Linked DNA regions of Mus musculus: region 1 is linked to region 2. A link is a contact called in public HiChIP or PLAC-seq data. All regions are on one chromosome and are shown on one strand. Each heading gives the region's core, a stretch centred on a gene start, on an enhancer-like site or on the middle of the called end of the contact. The rest is flanking DNA. Distances are from core to core; before and after follow the strand shown. Region 1 overlaps Gm39490 (a long non-coding RNA gene). Region 2 holds the start of Nploc4 (NPL4 homolog, ubiquitin recognition factor).

Region 1 (3,372 bases), core at 464-2,963, 72 kb after region 2:
GCCACTAAGTTTCTGGATGTGTCAGGTGATACAGACTCACGTGACTAAGATGGACAGGCTCTTGTGGTGTTCTGCTGAGGCATGATCCGTGGGTGTGTGTGTGTGTATTTGGAGAGGGTATGAAAAGGACTCAATGGACAGTGATGGTGTGCTTGCATAGCTAGCTTTACAAAGCTTTGTCTTTGCCGTTCTTCCTTTCATGGAGAGGCACAGCGGAGAACTTCTCCTGGAATCCCGGCTGCTCCTGTAGCTCCCACTGACTCATGCCGATTCAGCAGCGGAGGACTGGTGGTTTCTGCTAGATCCTGCCCTTGCCGCTGATTCATGTTTGCTATCCTGATGCTACTGAACTGGACTGCTGATATCCTGACAAACAGAGATGGAGTCACCCTAAGGAACTACTTCTAAACAGCTCCACAACCCCTTGTCCTATCTTTTCTCCCCTGCCTTTGGATGGTGGGCTAGAATTGAGGTCAAAGCATGCTTATTAAAAGTAGGTTTAAAAAAATCAAAGCCTACATGCTGTAAGTGTCCATTTTGGCATTTTGGTTCCTTTAAAAAAAACCCACAGAAATATTGTAAGAATGTGTTTTTGGGGGGCTGGAGAGATGGCTCAGTGGTTAAGAGCACTGACTGCTCTTCCAGAAGTCCTGAGTTCAAATCCCAGCAACCATAAGGTGGCTCACAACCATCTGTAATAAGATCTGATGCCCTCTTCTGGTGTGTCTGAAGACAGCTACAGTGTACTTATATATAATAAATAAATCTTTAAAAAAAAAAAAAAGAATGTGTTTTTGTTTTAATCTCAGGTGCGAGGATGGGGCTGCCTCGCAGCAACTGCCTGTGATTTGCCTCGTGCTCTAGCAGGGGTGTGATTTTGTCAGCCGCAGACAGTTTCTGCAGTTATGTGGTGTTTGGAATTCTGGGGCGTTTTGAGAGGTATATCTATGCTAGGGCCCTGAGAGGTGGGGTTGTTGATGTTGTGAGTTGGTGGTTGGTTCCTGTTGGTAGAGGTTTGCTAAGTAGACATGCCTAGAGAATAAACAAGAAGAGATTAGATATCCTGATGGCAAGGATTAAATTTACCCCCAAGGAGCCTGACACCCCTAATTAGCAGGAAATCTAATGATAAAGTCCCTTTTCCTCTATATCCTTTTTTCTCTCCTATCCAGTATTAGGGGGTTGAAAGGGTGGAAAGGGTAGAAGAAACAAGAACCAACAAAGTAGCCAAAGTCAAGCTACAATGTGCCTCTTTGGCCTCTTCCTTTTGTTTGTATCTTAGCTTTACTTATTTTATATATACACAGGTGTTTCACCTGCAGGTGTCCATCTACTCTGCATGCTTGGTGCTGGTGGAGGCCAGAAGGGTCAAAGCCTCTGAGACTGGAGTTATAGCTGGTGTGAGCTGCCATGTGGGTGCTGGGAACTGAACCTTTGAAGGAGCAGCCAGCCACTGAGCCATCTCTCCAGTCCTCGGGTTCCCCTTTGATCTATGAGGCAGTCTCTGCGTTGTTCTCCCACATGGATGGGGATGGGATTCCTGCCTCAGGTGAAGAACTTCCATGGTAGAAAAAGTCCTTGTCTGGGGCTTTTGGGTCTTTGTTCCCTGGCTGCTCCCGTCTTGGTCCTTGGGAAGCCTCCACCCGGTGCTCTCTTGAGCTGACAGTTAACTCTGGCTCTGCCCTTCCTGCTTTCCAGCTACTGCTGACTCACACTTGCCCTGTCCCTCAGGTCTTTAGCTTTTCTCCTAGTCACCTCTGCTACCTTTGTTCCTCCCAGGTGACAAGCTGTGAATGGAAGCAACCAAAACTGCCCTTTGCTCTGTCACTTGAGGATGTCAGAGGTCAAACCTAGACAACCCTCAGCTCTTAGTTTCGTTTAGATTCTATCTGCAGGCAAGGACTTGTCAAATTAGACATCACGTTCTGTAGGCAGAAAAGAATGGGGAGGGAACTCGGGAAGGAAAGAGTGGCTGTAACAGGTTATGTCCCTGTAGAGAAGTTGGCGAGGACAACAGGAAAAAGCCACTTCCTTAACTAACACCGTAGCAGAGGATTAGGGCAGAGGGTATTCCTGCTGTCTGTTGTGGCCTGGAGCTAGGTGTGCTTCTTGCTGTAATCCTTAAACTGGAGGCCAAGGCAAAAGGATTAGGAACTTAATGCTCAGTAGTGAATTGGAAACCAGCCTGGGCTTACATTGAGAGACCAGTGGGGGGTGGGGGCGGGAAATGGGGGCCGCTGGGACATCTGGCGTGGGCTCCTGTCAGCCTGATGATATCTGGAGCATAGACACCACAACCAGAAGCAACGTGGGGTGGAAAGAGTTTATTTCAGCTGAAAACCCCCAGGTTACAGCGTGGAGAGTCAGGGAAGAAAGTGAAGGCAGGAACTGAAGCAGAGGCCCCAGAGCAACGTGTTTATCGGATTGCTCTACAGTTTGCTTTCTTTTCTACCCATCCTCCACCCCACCCCACCCCCGAGGAGGAACAAGGGAAGCTGGATCTTACGCGGGCAAGAGAGAGTGCACACTGAGAACAGAGAAAGCCGCGGGACAAACCGTCACAAAAACAAAACACAAACAAACCCCCAGAGACCAATGGCAAGCTGGGTAAGCAGACCCTCGCTGGACAAGCATGAAGAAAACCGCGATTGCTCTGGCCAGCAAAACTTGGAGGCTTAAAGGAAAAAAAGAAAGGAAGAAAGAAAGAAAAGAAAGAAAGAAAGAAAGAAAGAAAGAAAGAAAGAAAGAAAGAAAGAAAGAAAGAAAGAAAGAAAGAAAAATTAACCCCCAGGAAGCACCCCTGTGAGGAGGGCAAAAAGTAGTGCGCAGGGAGGCACGAGGCAGAATGACCGGAACACACCAGGCACGGACCAGTGAGTGGATCCGCATGCTTTCTTAACACCCCAGATGTCCAAGATGACACCTCCCACTGTGAGCTGTGCCCACCCACATCAAACATAATTTTTAAAATTGCCTGCAGCCAGGCAGTGGTGGCACACACCTTTAATCCCAGCACTTGGGAGACAGAGACAGGCAGATTTCTGAGTTCGAGGCCAGCCTGGTCTACAGAGTGAGTTCCAGGACAGCCAGGCTACAGAGAAACCCTGTCTCGAAAAAAACAAAAAACAAAAACAAAAAAATTGCCCGCAGACTTACCTATAGGCCAGTGTTATGGTGAACCTATCTAGGGCTTCCAAAGCCCACAGAGTTTGTCTCCTAGGTTCAGGCCGGCTCTACCTCACAGCTGCTAATGTCGTTAATGGTCATCCCATGCTACTGGTGTCTCCAAGACGCTGGGGTCTCCATTGCACCTTCACCCGTCTCCTCTGAGCTCTCTTCAGGGATCCTGACTCTGCCACACAGTGCAAACCC
Region 2 (3,376 bases), core at 563-3,062:
TCACTCTCTGCTCCCGCAGAGCATCTCAGTTCAGTCCCCAGGATCCACAATTGCCTGCCTATAACTTAAGCCCTAGGGGATCCAACACCTTTAGCTTCTAGCAACAACTGCCCTCATGTGTTCACACCCACATATACACATAATTCTTTCCAAATGAGGCTAGTGAGCTGGCTTATGCACAAAGAGCACTGCTTGCTCTTCCAGGGGAACTGGTTCAATTCCCAGCACCCACACAGTCTCTCCCAGCCTGTTCCTGAGGATCCAAAGCCTACTCTGCCCTCCTTAACAACCAGTTGTGGTACACATAGATGAAGGTAAAGCGCCCATACACATAAAATAAATACATAGGTCTTAAAAGCAAAACTCCTAAAATCAACTTCTGAAGAGTATATTAATTCCTTACAACCTGAGAAAGTCGATTTAAGACCCACTGATGCCCAAGTCAGCCTTTGGAACACCTGAACACACTGCTTAACCTCAGTAAAGAGCATTTAAATAAATAGAAATTTAAAAAGCGGATTGACCTACTGATACCTCACCTATTTCTAGGCAAGTCATCTGTGATGGTAAATTTAAGTTTTAAAACTAAGTCAGCCTTTCTTTCTCAGGTTTCTCTGCATCGTCTGCATCCAGGATAGAAAATACAGAGAACAGAAGACCCCTAAATGGAGCTGTGAGGAAAGAGAAGCTGCCCTCAGAGAAAAGCCTTAACTCTTAGCCTGCCATAAATGTCTGCAGTGAGATAAGTGAGGTGGGAGGATGTCAAGGTCAAGGATGGCCTGGGACAAAGTAGTAAGACTGTCTCAAAACACAAACAAAACTCAAGAGCTATACTTCCCTGGAAATCCAGAGAGATGTGATGTTCTCGAATGCAGGAAACCACTGAAGAGCTGTTTCAGGCCTAAGGCAACCACCATGATTCCGATCCCATGGAAATCCCCAATATTCCTCCATGTTGGCCCTAGTTATTCTGTCAGAACGGGTCTGTTACTCCTATCACTTCCCAACCCCTGCCACATATGCTCTGGAGAGAAACTCCCACAGGTTAACAAACGGCTGGTTTTCCTCTCCTTTTACTGACTTATTTCATGGGGCTGGGGGTGACAGTCTCTACTGTCAGGCTAAAAGTGAAATCGGCCTTCTTTATGACACTCCTTTTAAACAGGTGGTCGTCAAGTCGCCTGTGTCAAAGAGGAGCCAATCCCGCCTGTTTTGGGTTGGCCCCCATGGCCGCGTCCTCTGTGGGAAAAGGGTTCCCCTAATGATGCCCTTTTCTTCTCCGGTCGACTCTTCCGGAGTGAAATCGTGACGAGGCACTGTCGGGATGGAGGAGGAGAGAAGGACGTACCGGGCTTCGGGGCCTGGGAGGAGGCCGAGGTCCCTCAGAGCAACCTGCAGCAGCGGGGAAGAAGAAGGCCGCTCCGTTCCGACCGCTCGGCCTCCTTCCCGCCAGCCTTTCCGGGCTCGGCCAGGGCAGGTACCTCCTCAAACCCGGGGCGAGCGAGGAGGAGCCACCGGCTCCGAGCACCGTCCGGCGCTGGCCCGCCCAGGACACCCGCAAATCTGCTGCCTCATCCCAGCGCCCCGCTCCCTCCCGGCCGCCGCACTCACGATGCTCTCGGCCATGGCGGCCGCTCCAGTCTCCGGGCTCGGGCCCCGGGCTCCCGCCGCCTGTCTCCCCAAGGGCCTCGCAGCCCCGGCCTCGGCCTCAGCCCCGGCCCCGGCCTCCCGCCGCCGCCGCCACCGCCGCTCCAGCTTCGCCGCCCGGCTCCGCCAGTGCCGATGTCCGGTGCTTCGCTCAACACACTCCGCCAGGCGGAGAGAGAGGCGAAACAAGGTTCCGGCCCCGCCAACGGCCGCGCGCATGCGCCAAGTGGTGCCGCGCGTCCCTCGTCCGTGCCCCCTCGCCCCCCACCCCCTTCCCCTAGGCTGGGCCCAGGACCCTGGGTTCAGAAGACTGTGACAGGAGAGCCATATTCCTGAAAGTTCGAGCAATGAAAAAAAGCTGCAAGAAAAGGCGAGCGTCGAGATCTCGCTCAAATATAACCGTTACGGAAGTTTTGTACTGTCTTCACAATTTTCCAGCAATGAGCTGGAGTTTCTCCCTTTGTACTGAACTTTGTAACTGCATATGATTTGAAGTAGAAGACTTTTGAAATTTCTTAAGAGGCTAAACGCCTCCGAATTTTTATTTGATTTTTTTGTTGGTTTTTTTTTTTTTTTTTTTTTTTGGCTTCTGTTTTTTTTTTTTTTTTTAAGACAGGGTCTCACTAAATACAACCTTGGCTGTAGACCAGGTTGGCTTGGAACTCACAGTGCTGGGCCTGCCTCAGTGCTGGGATTGAAAGGCAGGCCCCCTTTCCTGCCTCCGATGGTTCGATTTATGAGTGTACTAAACTCCGATTATGTTTTAGACTGTTTTATTTATTTGTTGTTTTAGATATAATATATTTTACTGTGTACATTATATATTGTATATAATGTATATTTATACAATATGTTTTATTGAAAGAACTTGTTAAGACATAGTGTTGGCTGTCCTGGATCTAGCTCTGTAAACCAGGCTGGCCTTGAACTAACAGAGATCCACCTACCTCTGCCTCCCCAGTGCTGGGATTAAGGTTCTGTACCACCACCACCCAACTAAACTTTTTTTTAAAGTTTTTAATATATTTTATATGTATAAATGTTTTGCCTGCATGGATTTGGCTGCACCACAAGTGCCTGATACCTGAGAACATCAGAAGAGGGAGTGGATCCCTTGGAACTAGAGTTTCAGATGATTGAGACCCACCATGTGGGTACTGGAAACCAAAACCAAATCCTCTGGTACAGCACCAAGCACCACTCCAGCCCTGACCTTGAACTTTCGATCTACCTGACTCTGCCTCCTCTTGCTGGGGTTACAGGAGTGTGTCATCACACCCAATTCTGTGGACACTGCGGTAAAACCCAGGCTTCTTAGGAAAGCTCTCTACAAAGTTGTGCACATCCAAGGCCCATTTCTATCCTCGTCTCATGTAGTCCAAGCTGGTTTCAAGTCTGAAATCTTCCTATCTGCTTCCTGGGTGATGGGATTATAGGTGTACACCCCCACACCCGGCTCCCCTCTTAAGTCCATCGAACCATCACTGTCAATGTCAGTGCTGATAACACACAGTTCTGTAACCTCTGTTATTTAATTTGGGCTTATTCATTCCATCAACAAAATTTACTGCATGCTAACTTTGTGTGTGTGTGTGTGTGTGTGTGTGTGTGAGAGAGAGAGAGAGAGAGAGAGAGAGACACGGCCTTTACATTTGGGGGTAGAGGAGGACATAGGCTCCCACCTTGGACCAGTTACCCCACAGGAAGATCAGCTTGCAAGTGTGTAACA

The links. HiChIP or PLAC-seq counts read pairs in DNA pulled down with a chosen protein or histone mark.
Region 1: an H3K4me3 HiChIP or PLAC-seq map of the SCID.adh cell line shows a contact between it and region 2, with 10 read pairs. The contact joins the enhancer-like site here to the promoter of Nploc4 in region 2. A contact is called at or near these places in 1 of 39 promoter capture datasets (neutrophils), 1 of 15 datasets of contacts at CTCF or cohesin (CD8 T cells), 1 of 484 Hi-C or Micro-C datasets (embryonic stem cells), 5 of 115 datasets of contacts at active chromatin or transcription factors (the SCID.adh cell line, embryonic stem cells, extraembryonic endoderm stem cells and 1 more) and 3 of 9 other capture datasets (adipose tissue, liver and pancreatic islet).

Annotation. Positions count from the first base shown.
Region 1 is chr11:120,508,403-120,511,774 of GRCm38.p6, forward strand. Gm39490 (a long non-coding RNA gene) reads left to right here. Exons shown (of 2, transcript XR_880363.3): 2 at 206-348. Among named protein-coding and RNA genes, the nearest start is that of Gm39490, 3.9 kb to the left of the region's middle. Within about 2 kb of position 1,714, at least 143 of the 459 cell types and tissues checked have an H3K27ac peak or open chromatin away from gene starts, as enhancers often do. A contact at or near this core is called in CD8 T cells, the SCID.adh cell line, adipose tissue and 1 more, where this site is marked.
Region 2 is chr11:120,435,888-120,439,263 of GRCm38.p6, forward strand. Nploc4 (NPL4 homolog, ubiquitin recognition factor) reads right to left here and starts at 1,813. Exons shown (of 17, transcript NM_001195023.1): 1 at 1,612-1,813. The coding sequence starts at 1,626.